2 separate regions of the Mus musculus genome follow, and region 2 is linked to region 1. The links are chromatin contacts, called in public HiChIP or PLAC-seq maps. All regions are on one chromosome and are shown on one strand. The core of a region is the stretch at or near the end of the contact, and the rest is flanking DNA. Distances in the headings are between cores, read along the strand shown. Region 1 holds the start of Nlrp4a (NLR family, pyrin domain containing 4A). Region 2 holds the start of Cyp2f2 (cytochrome P450, family 2, subfamily f, polypeptide 2).

Region 1 (5,226 bases), core at 274-2,773:
AGGTCTTTGTAAGCTAGAAAATAGCCGAATAAAGAGCTCCAAAACAAACAAACAAACAAACAAAAGAAAACAAAACAAAAAACCACCAAAACCCTCATAATGAAAGAAAAGATCATTTAATGTAACCCCTTTTTAAAAGAAGTGTGTGTGTGTGTGTGTGTGTGTGTGTGTGTGTGTGTATGTCTATGTGTTCAGTACAGAGGACAACTCAGAAGAGTCAGTTCTTTCCTTCCACAAAATGAGGTCACCAGATCAAACTCAGGCTCTCAGACTTTGCAGCAGCTTTTTTCCCCTTGGGAGTGGGGGGTGGCACTACAATGACAACACTGGACACACTGGACAGGGAGCACTTGCCTGACACACTCAAGGACCATGATTGTGTTTCACATCAAGCCAGCCATGATTACCAAAACCCAGGAGATATAAGACAGGTTTGATCAATTCAAAGTTGATATAAAAACCTGACCATCTTCCTACCATTGTAATACCCAAAATGAATTCAAGACCATCCAGTACCTTCCCCCTTCAAAAGGGACTATCCAAACTGATCAAAACAATATTAGCTGTTCTCAGAGAAATAACCATAACAAGACTAGCAATTCTCCTGCCCCCTGCCCCACACTGAATTCTGACAAAGACCACAAACCACCCTGACCTTGTTGCAAGAATTCCCCTGACATTAATAGCTGTGATGTTAATGTACTATTACTTTGCTGACCAAATCATAATAACCCACCAAGGGGGCAGGCAAAGTGAGTCACTAGGCCAAAGGGTTACTTAGTCACTATACAAACCAATCATTGCCTGAAAGGGTTACTTGCTACACCAATGAGAACCCTGTTGCTCAAATCTGCCCCTTACAAAGGTATAAAAAATGTGTTCTTTCTTTGTTCTTGGTCTCTCCTCTGGCTTGTGTGCTGGGAGGGGAGTCCCCAACATGTTGGATCAATAAAAATCCTCATGCGTTTTGCAGCCACGGCGGCGGTCTCTGTGATCTTTGTGAATAAGGGTCTTTTGACGAACTATAACACCGTGTGTGTGTGTGTGTGTGTGTGTGTGTGTGTGTGTGTGTGTGTGTATACTTTAAATATGGATCATCTATGTCCATTCAAAGCTGCCCAGTGGATGTGTGAGACTAAGGACTAAGATAGGATGGAATCCCATATTTTTTTCAATATATGCATCTACAGTTTAATCTATATATTTGTTATAACAAATTATTAGTAATAAAATAATAAAATAAAGCAACATAAATTACACACAGTAAAAACATTTAATACTAATGACTGTTTTTATTTCTGAGATTTAACGCTTAACGTTTTAAATGTTTAATACAGTTATTTATCCATCTATGAATGGATAGTGGATCAGGAAAAACTTGCAGGAGTAAATTTCTCCCTCCGCCATCAACTCAGGTCTTCCAGGATGGATGTCAAATACAATCAGCTGAGCCTTCTCTCTGCTGCTCCCTCCACTGGCCCCTCCCTCACTTAATATTTTCGTTAGCAGCCTAAGTCAGGGAAAGGAAGCGCCTTAGTAATCATAGTTAGAACTTGAAATTTAGGCACAAGTGTTGTACACACTTGCAATCCTAGCATTCCAGATTCTGAGAGTAGAGGAGCCTGATTTCCATCCCAGCCTGAACTAACTGGATCAAGACGGACTGAGGTCAGAGACAGAGAAACTGCCTACCCTCATTTATATGCTCCTTTGAAATGCTAAATAATGGTGGCACATGTGAAATGATAACAAGAGGATGAAGGGATCCATCTGTACAGTCAGAAGCCTTGGCGATACATTATCTGGATTCTTCAGGAGGTCTAAATACCCAGATACACTGCAATGTTCATTATCTGTAGAATACCAGGACCTGAGGATTTAGAGCTACACCAAACTTTCAACATCAATCATATCTGTCTTCTTTTGCCAACCCCCTCCCGCAACCACCACCAAGGAGAGGGAGTAAAGCGCTGGCCAATCACATGGCAACATAGAATGTTTCTTCCCAGTTTCAGCTGCTGCCCTATATTAAGGACTAACCTGGAAGCCCTAGGGCAGTGAGTCAGCAAATCTTGTCTTCTGCCTCTTTTCTCTTGTATGCTTGTCTTTACTTTTTTATTTGAGGAGCCAGTGTGTGGGCATCATTTTTTTCCTTCCCTTTTTCTTCCCTCCTGTCTAGAGCAACCAGAACCAGTTTGCATCCTTTGTCATGGTTATTTGGACTTACTTTAGCAGAGTAGCCAGGATGCTTTATGGTACTCTAACTATTTAACTATTTTTCTTTCTTTTTTTTTAGGAAAACAAAAATCATTACTTGTCCAAATCCTCCAACTCTTGCTTCAGCTGGATCCACAGACAATCCTAGCGACTTTATCTGGCTGTTTTTCGACTTTGAAGTAAGTAGAGGGATCACAAGAGACTGTTAGCTGGGCTCAAGACATTGGAGGAGCCGGTGCTAATGAGGCTTTCCAGATACAAAGAGAAAATAAATAATGTGTGGGCATCATGAGGGTTGAACACCTGAAAATTTAGAAGTATGTGCATGTATATGTGCATGAATATGTATATTCATATTTATGTTTGTGAGGCCAATAACCAGGAGAACCCACAGAGAAGCAGGCAAGTATGGACACACTAGTACTTGTGTCTGAGACATTCACCTGAGTTCACCCTTTAAAGACTCATGCTTTTTTTTTTTTTTCTTGGCTATTAGGTAAGAGCATGGGCAAAGATTGCTTACATATCAATAAACACTGGTCCTTACTATTGGCTGGATTGTTGAATTGTTCCAGTTCTAAACAAATATATCAGTGTCCTGATCTCTAATACATCAAAAAGATATTGTTGTAGATTTAATTATTTTTTGAAGGGTAACCACGTGGTGACTGGAACACCAGGAACGTGTAATGTGATAATCAAGGCAGATACTGGAGTTAGGCAGCTGCAAGGATAAAACAACAGATTTTCAGCAAAGCAGGGACTCAGAAGGGGTAGGGGAGGGTTTCCTTGAGGGAGGGAGCATGAAGCTGCCGACTCCTGCCTCACAAGTAGTAAGGCAAGATGATTCTTAGTGATTTTGATGTTATTAGAGTTGGTTGGTGTTTTGAGACAGAGTCTCAAGGACAGTGAATAAGCTAGCTGAGAAATCACTGTGTAGTCAAGGGTGACTTTGAACTTCTAATCCTCTTGCTTTCACCTCCCAGGTTCTGGTATTACAGGTGTGCTCCACCACATCTGATGTTCTGTGTTGCTAGGATGGAACACAGGGTTCTGTACATGCTAAGCAAGCATGCTACCAGTCAACTCCCATCCCTAACTGAATTTCTGTACTGTTAATCCACTTACTTTATGTAATTTTGTAATAGAAACCCCTGAAAATTTATCTTTAATATTTACCACAAATAACTCAGGGTTTGTTTTCTGAAAATAAAAATGTTGTTGTGTAGAACCACAGTATATCAAAGTCAGGAAAATAGCTGGGTACTGTTGGCCAACATTAAGACTTATTTAGCCTGGCATGATGGCTCATGCCTTTGATCCTAGCACCAAAACCAGGTAAAATAATAATGAATGAAAAAAACAGAGTAGAGTAAAAAAAAAAAAAAAGTGAGAGGTGTGTGTGTATGTGTGTGTGTGTGTGTGTGTGTGTGTGTGTGTGTAAAATTCATCTAGAAGGACAAGATAAAATTTTTTGATCCAACTCACCGGAAAAGATGCTGAAATCTGAAGTCTTGGGAAGGAATTTGTTTCACCTGGTAAAGTTGGGCTTCAACTTTTCCCTTAAGGTTTGAAGGTTAGCTTGGTGATAAGTATACTTGCCTAATCTGCTCAAGATCCTGAGTTTGATCTCCAATGCTGGAACTAAAAACTCTTAAAAAGAAATGAAAAGTGAAGAATTTTCTTCTCCAAGAATCTTTATATATGAACAAAATCATCAGTTTGATTGGGTTGAAAGTGATAATTAAGGGTATGTGATAAACTTCATAGATGCTGGCTGATGTTTATTACTCTAAGGGTATGTGATAAACTTCATAGATGCCAGGTGATGTTTATTACTCTAAGGGTATGTGATAAACTTCATAGATGCTAGCTGATGTTTATTACTCTAAGGGTATGTGATAAACTTCATAGATGCCAGCTGATGTTTATTACTCGATTTTGCTTTTTTTTCCTGCTTTTTAAATTTAAAAAAATTCCTGTTTTGTGTTTTATTTGTTTTGTTTATTGTTTGTTTGTTTGTTTTTGAGATATGGTCTTATTTTGTACCCCTGACCTGCTTCAAACTTAGAAGTACACCCTCCTCTGCAACCTGAGTGCTGAGATCAAAGGTGTGTGCCACCATGGTGAAGTTTTGTTTTGTTTTGTTTTGTTTTGTTATGTGATAAGGATTCTCTATGTAGCACTGGTTGTCCTGTAACTCTGTAGACCAGGCTGGCCTGGAAATCAGAGAAGATCCTGCCTCTGTCTCCTGAGTGCTGGGATCAAAGGTGTATGCCACCACTGCCTGGCTTATTTTATATTTTTTAATTGTATCTGATGGTTGTCCTCAAAAAATCTACTGACTTTGAGTCTCTCTTTCTCTCTGTCTGTGTCTGTCTTGTCTATCTTTTGCTTTCTCACTCTATTTTCCCTATCATTATTTCCTTCTGATTTGAATTCCCCTCTTTGTTGTTTCTCTCTTAAAGGATGTAACTTGCTCATGAAATTTTAAGCTAAGTATAGTCCAGTTAGTATATGTGAACAGTTGTGGGGTCACTCACTTGAACATTGGCAATTACCCAAGGTGTACCCTCCATATGAAAAAAATGGCTCTCCATCTCAGTAGCTATCAAGTACAAATAGCTCCCCAGTTAGGAGTGAGGCCTTATCACCACCTCCTCCATCCATGCTAAAATGTTGACTAGCTTGATCTTGTTCAGGGAACCACAGCCACCATGAGTTTGTGTGTGCAATAACTGTGTCATGTCCCAGAGACAGTTTTTCACAATTCTTCTTCCGATGTTCTGACATTTAAATTCTTTCCCAAATTCCCCCATCAGATTATTTCAGGAAGCAAACCCTCATCTAAAGGATATTCATGGTTCAGACCCACCCTTTTCTCTTTTCAGCTTCAGTCACAAGGAAGACTTCCTGTAACTTTGCAACTCTGCAAACTACCAGTCACCAGTTAGAGGAGATGGGGGGCTAGGACTTCCTGCTTTCAATTTTTTATTCTTTGATGATCTC
Region 2 (5,351 bases), core at 739-3,238, 680 kb after region 1:
GGCACCAAGCTTAAAGACTAAAGCATATCTCTGCTCGAGTCCAAGTTCCATTTGGAACAGCACAGCAAGTCAGAACAGAAGAAAAACACGAAGTTCCTAAAACAACCCTTCATGAATCCTGAGTTCCCCCAGTGAGGCCATCACGTGGGTAGCCCTCGAACCAGATTCAAGTCAAGTCAAAGGACTGGAGTGGAGCCCGTACTGCACCTCCCCACCAGAAGTAGGGGTTGCTGCTATGGGAAACAGGAGGCTTGTAATCCCACAAGGAAGTTTTCACCCCTCTCCTGGGACCAGCCCTAACCAGCCTGTCCAGGGCTGTAACAATACCACCTGCCCCACCTCCATCTCACTGAGTACTTGAGACCTAAAGTATTGAATTACTTCCTCTCCCACAGCCTCCCAGAAGGGCAGAGGAAGCCTGGTGCACTTCCAAGGGCTTACTAGACCTTAACTCACTTCTCCCCTCACCCTGGCCAACTCTGGTTTTGGCACTCTATCCTTCTGATCTGGACAGAAGTTGAGAAACTTGGAACAGTTTCCAAGATGAGAGCCAAGAACAGACATGGGGGCAGTGACTCAGGAAAACAGAAGGAGAACCTTATATGAGGCAGTGAGGGAGAGTGTGATTTGAGTCTGCGATCCCTTTTCTGTGGCCCTGCCTTTCTCCTTAACCGTCCTTCAGCCTAAGCCCACTGTACTCACAGTCACAGAAGCATAAGCCATAGAAGCCAATAGTATAGAAGAGATACAACCTACAAGAACTTACTGGGAGATAAGAACGGGAGAAACGCAGAGAGAAAGAAAGGGAGGGCCAGGGAGGTCTGTCTACCATGCATGAAGCCCTGCATTTCATCCTCGCCAGTTACCAAAACCAGGTGCGGATGCACATGCCCATAGTGCCATCATTCCAGGGGTGAAGCTGAAAGTTCCAGAGTTCAAGGTCACCCTTAGCTACATAGCAAGTTCTAAGACATTCACGGTCACACAAGACCAGACTAGAGAGATGGTTCGGGGGTTAAGAGCCTGCACCACTCTTACGGAGACTCCAAGTTTGGTTCCTGCACTGCTCACAACAGCCTACAATTCCAAATCCGGGGAATCTGACTCTGACTTCTGTGGGCAACTGCACTCACATGCACATACCAGATCCATACACATAATTAAATTTTTAAAATAATCTTAAAGAGAAAGGATGACTCCAAGTGCCTCATCTCCTACCCTTCAGAAGGACAGCAAAGATGGATACACTTCTAAGGGTCTGCCAGACCCTTGGCTACAACATATCCACCTTTCCTTCCCTTTTAGTCTCTATTTCCTTCTTTCTCTTCTTCTTTTTTTTTTTTAACTTGACAATCAGCAATATCATATGTGTGTTGTTTTAATACGTGTCTCAGGATATTTTATTGCCAGACTAAGAGAGACAGAATGAGAGTCATATAGAATTTCAGAGACAAACTGCAAGACTGCAAGAAGAATCCACTGAGAGAGATGCCCAGAAATGAGGACTCAATGGAAAGGGAATGGGCCTTACACAAGGCCTCCTAGCTAGGGAAGCAAAACTGGACTTGAACTCATAAACACAGAACAGAAGAGCTCAAACTAGGACTGGATCCAGTACTAGATCACAATACTCCCTCCCTGGCCTGTTAATTATTTTAGCCAACACCCCATAACCCCACCTTCTCCTCAAGAACCGGGTCCAGAGTCGGAAAGCCTTTGCTCTGTCCTAAGGCAGATAGCAAGTACTGTCCACACAAAAGGGATTTAAGGTCAGCCTTCAAGCCAGGAAGACCCAGTCAAGTGACAGAGGGTTCTAGAGGTGTGGCCACATTTACCCCACCATGCCAGCTGGCTAAGAGCCCAAGGTCTATAGACAAGGTATGCTAGGATGGTAGGAGGAGATTAAAATCACTGGAAGAACCAGGAAAGAAGGCAGGGCAGAGGAGGAGCATGGAGAGACAACTTAAGGGCATGCCCTGCCCCCACATACACACATACACTGCAGCACACACAAGAACTTCAGAACATTGCTGCAGAATACTGATACAGGTGAGGGGTGGCTCCCAAGAGAGGTCTCTGTCTCTGTCTCTGCAAATCAATTCTGGGACTTGTATGTCTGTCTCAGCTTGTGGACCATGCATGCCGTTTGTCCTCCAGTCTCCAGGCCCTTTTAAAAGGATCTCTCTCTCTCTCTCTCTCTCTCTCTCTCTCTCTCTCTCTCTCTCTCTCTCTCTCTCTCTCTCTCTCTCTCTCTCCCGTCTCCCATCCATCTCCCCACTTCCCCACACCCTTTATTCCTTATTTATTTTCTTCTTTTTAACTTGACAAGCAGCAATATCATGGGTGTCATTTTAATACATGTCTTTTAAGATCCTTTATTTTGCAGTGTCTATCACTGGATGGTTTCATAGTTTTCTGGTTTGGCGTCTTTGTTGTTGTTTGTTTGGCATCTTTGTTGTTGTTTGTTTGGCTTTGAGCTCATTTGTTTGGGATTTTATTGTTGTTTTATTTGAAGGGGTTTTTTGTTTTGTTTTATTTTGTTTTGTTTTGTTGTTTTGCTTCCTGCGACAAGATTGTGTGCATGGCCCTGGACTGGCTAGAAACCCACTATGTAGAAAGGCTAACCTCAAACCTTTAATATCTTCCTGCCTCTGCCTCCCCCATGCTGGGTTGCAGGTGTGCAACATTGTGGCTGGTCTGACTCTGTTTCTTGGTGTGCATCTCTGAGCTAGGTGCAGTGAATACCTATAATCCTGGCACTCAAGAGGCTGCAGCTGGGATTAATCTGAAGCCAGCATGGCCTGCCACGTGAGACCCTGTCTTAATAGACCAGGGAAAAAAGTGTGTGTGCATCCGTCTCTTCAACGCCATCTCTCTTCTTTCTCTTTCTCTGAAGTCATCTCTCTCTCTCTCTCCCCCTCTCTCTCTCTCTCTCTCTCTCTCTCCTCTCCCCTCTCCCCTCTCCCCTCTCCCCTCTCCCCTCTCTCCTCTCCCCTCTCCCCTCTCCCCTCTCCCCTCTCCCCTCTCCCCTGTCCCCTCTCCCCTCTCCCTGTGATTTTCTCTGTCTGTACCCATCTCTGCGTGTCTCTCTATATTTTGTTATTTCTTTTTGTGAGAACCAGTGTTTTGGTAGATGGTTTAAGATAGACAGATGAGAGATAAATGAAAAATGATTGATAGATAGATAGATGTTAGATGGATTATTGATAGATGATAGACTATCAGTAGATAGATGGTTAATGGACAATATATTGTTAGCTGATAGATAATACAGCTACGTAAACAGAAAAGACATAGATTCCACTGTTTCCTATGTTGTGACTGTTGCTTTGGGTTTCTGTAGCTGTCTGTCTCTGCCTATCTCTGCATTCCTTTCGCACGTTTATGTTTTGACAATTAGTCTGTGTTCACACACACTCTTCCTTCTCCCCTTTTCCTTCTTCCCCCTCTCCCTCTTAACACTCTGACATCACTCCACCTCCCCTTCCCTCCACAGTCCCATTGCCTGGGTTCAAAGGAGGAAAGTTCCAGAAGAACTAAGTAGGGGGACCCCACACTTGACTTCTCCCTCTTTGTCCCTCCAGGCGCTGCAGCTGCCTTCACTATGGATGGTGTGAGCACAGCCATCTTGCTTCTCCTCCTGGCTGTCATCTCTCTGTCCCTGACCTTCAGCTCACGGGGCAAGGGCCAGCTGCCTCCAGGACCCAAACCTCTCCCAATCCTGGGAAACCTGCTGCAGCTTCGCTCCCAAGACTTGCTGACCTCCCTCACCAAGGTGCAGGAGACTTGGCAAGGGCAAAGGGCAATGGAGCCAGGAAGGGTTGCCACGGCCACTAAGCCCCCTGTAAACTCTCTCTTCTACCTCCAGCTTAGCAAGGAGTATGGGTCGGTGTTCACGGTGTACCTGGGGTCCAGGCCTGTGATAGTCCTCAGCGGATACCAAACTGTGAAGGAGGCTCTTGTGGACAAAGGGGAGGAGTTCAGTGGCCGAGGCGCATACCCCGTCTTTTTCAACTTCACCAGGGGCAACGGTAAGCCCACCCTCACCTCCTCCAGCCTCTAGCCCTTGCATATCTAGGTAGGGAATAAGGGTGAGAAGCTGTCCACTCAGAGCTGCAGATCTCACTAATGACCTCATGAAGGATGCAGACAAGCAATGCTGAAAGGAGGGTAGGATCTACCTCACCTCCAGCACCTCGAACTGAGCAACCTGACCAACCTCCACGTCCACTCAGTCGAACCCTACGTTCACCCCATCCTTACTCTATCTCAACCACATCATCAAATTTCCACTCAATCAAGTAGCCGAGTTATTTTAGCCTTTGTCTCACCAATCTCTTTCAGGCCTACATCAGTGTTCCCCCCCCTTTCAAATCCTATCTCATTTGGGGAGAGGGTGTTTGTTTGCACGTTGTTTGTGACAGAGTCTGTCTCCACCTGTCTTTGCACCACTGCACCAGGAATAGTCATGGTCACGCCTAGCAAAACGTGGGTGGTGGGAATAGAACTCAGGTCCTTGTGCGTGCACGGCAAGCACCTTACCCACTGAACCATCTCCTTCATCTTCTTTCTTCTTCAACAGCCAAGTCTTTACTATAACAAAAGAAATTTTTTAAAAATTTAAGAATCCAACACTTGGGGCTGGAGAGATGGCTCAGTGGTTAAGAGCACTGACTGCTCTTCCAGAGGATCCAGATTTGATTCCCAGCACCCACATGGCAACTCACAACTGTCTGTAACTCAAGTTTCAGGGGATCTGACACCCTCACACAGAAATATGTGCAGGCAAGAAACCAATTGCACATGAAAAAAAATTTTTTTAAAAAGAAATATAACACACAAGACTTTATCCCATGATTCCTAAAACAGAGGCCATCATGAGACTGTGACATCCCGGCATGGTCAGAACTGTGTTGAGGAGCTGCAGGAACCCAAAGAACATACCTGACCCAGCCAGGAAGGAATTCCTGCCCCAGAGGTCCTGAATGATGAAGGTGACCAGCCAGGGCAAGACAGGGTGAAAGAGTTCAGGGCCTAGGAAGATGGCTCAGAGGGTGAAGCACTTGCTGCAGAAGTGTGAGGTTGGGAATTCAGAGCTCCAGCCCTCACATAAATGCCAGGTGGGCACAGTGGCTGCCTGTAATCCCAGCACACACACACACAAGTCAGAGACAAGGGATCACCAGAGCTAGATAACCAGACTAGCTGGATTGGCAGGCTCTGGACTCAAGTGAAAGGCATTGCCTTAATAAAACAGCTGTGGAGAGTGACTGAGGAAGACAGCTGGTATCAATACAAATAATAAAATGTAGGGCCAGTGATATGGCTCAAGAGGTAAGGGTCTTACTGAC

The links. HiChIP or PLAC-seq counts read pairs in DNA pulled down with a chosen protein or histone mark.
Region 2: an H3K27ac HiChIP or PLAC-seq map of embryonic stem cells shows a contact between it and region 1, with 10 times the contacts expected there. The contact joins the promoter of Cyp2f2 here to the promoter of Nlrp4a in region 1. A contact is called at or near these places in 2 of 39 promoter capture datasets (embryonic stem cells and stem cell-derived epiblast-like cells), 1 of 115 datasets of contacts at active chromatin or transcription factors (embryonic stem cells) and 1 of 9 other capture datasets (embryonic stem cells).

What each region holds. Positions count from the first base shown.
Region 1 is chr7:26,433,590-26,438,815 of GRCm38.p6, forward strand. It overlaps Nlrp4a (NLR family, pyrin domain containing 4A), which reads left to right and starts at 1,524. Exons shown (of 11, transcript NM_172896.3): 1 at 1,524-1,668; 2 at 2,297-2,396.
Region 2 is chr7:27,117,967-27,123,317 of GRCm38.p6, forward strand. It overlaps Cyp2f2 (cytochrome P450, family 2, subfamily f, polypeptide 2), which reads left to right and starts at 1,989. Exons shown (of 10, transcript NM_007817.2): 1 at 1,989-2,049; 2 at 3,585-3,775; 3 at 3,869-4,031. The coding sequence starts at 3,605.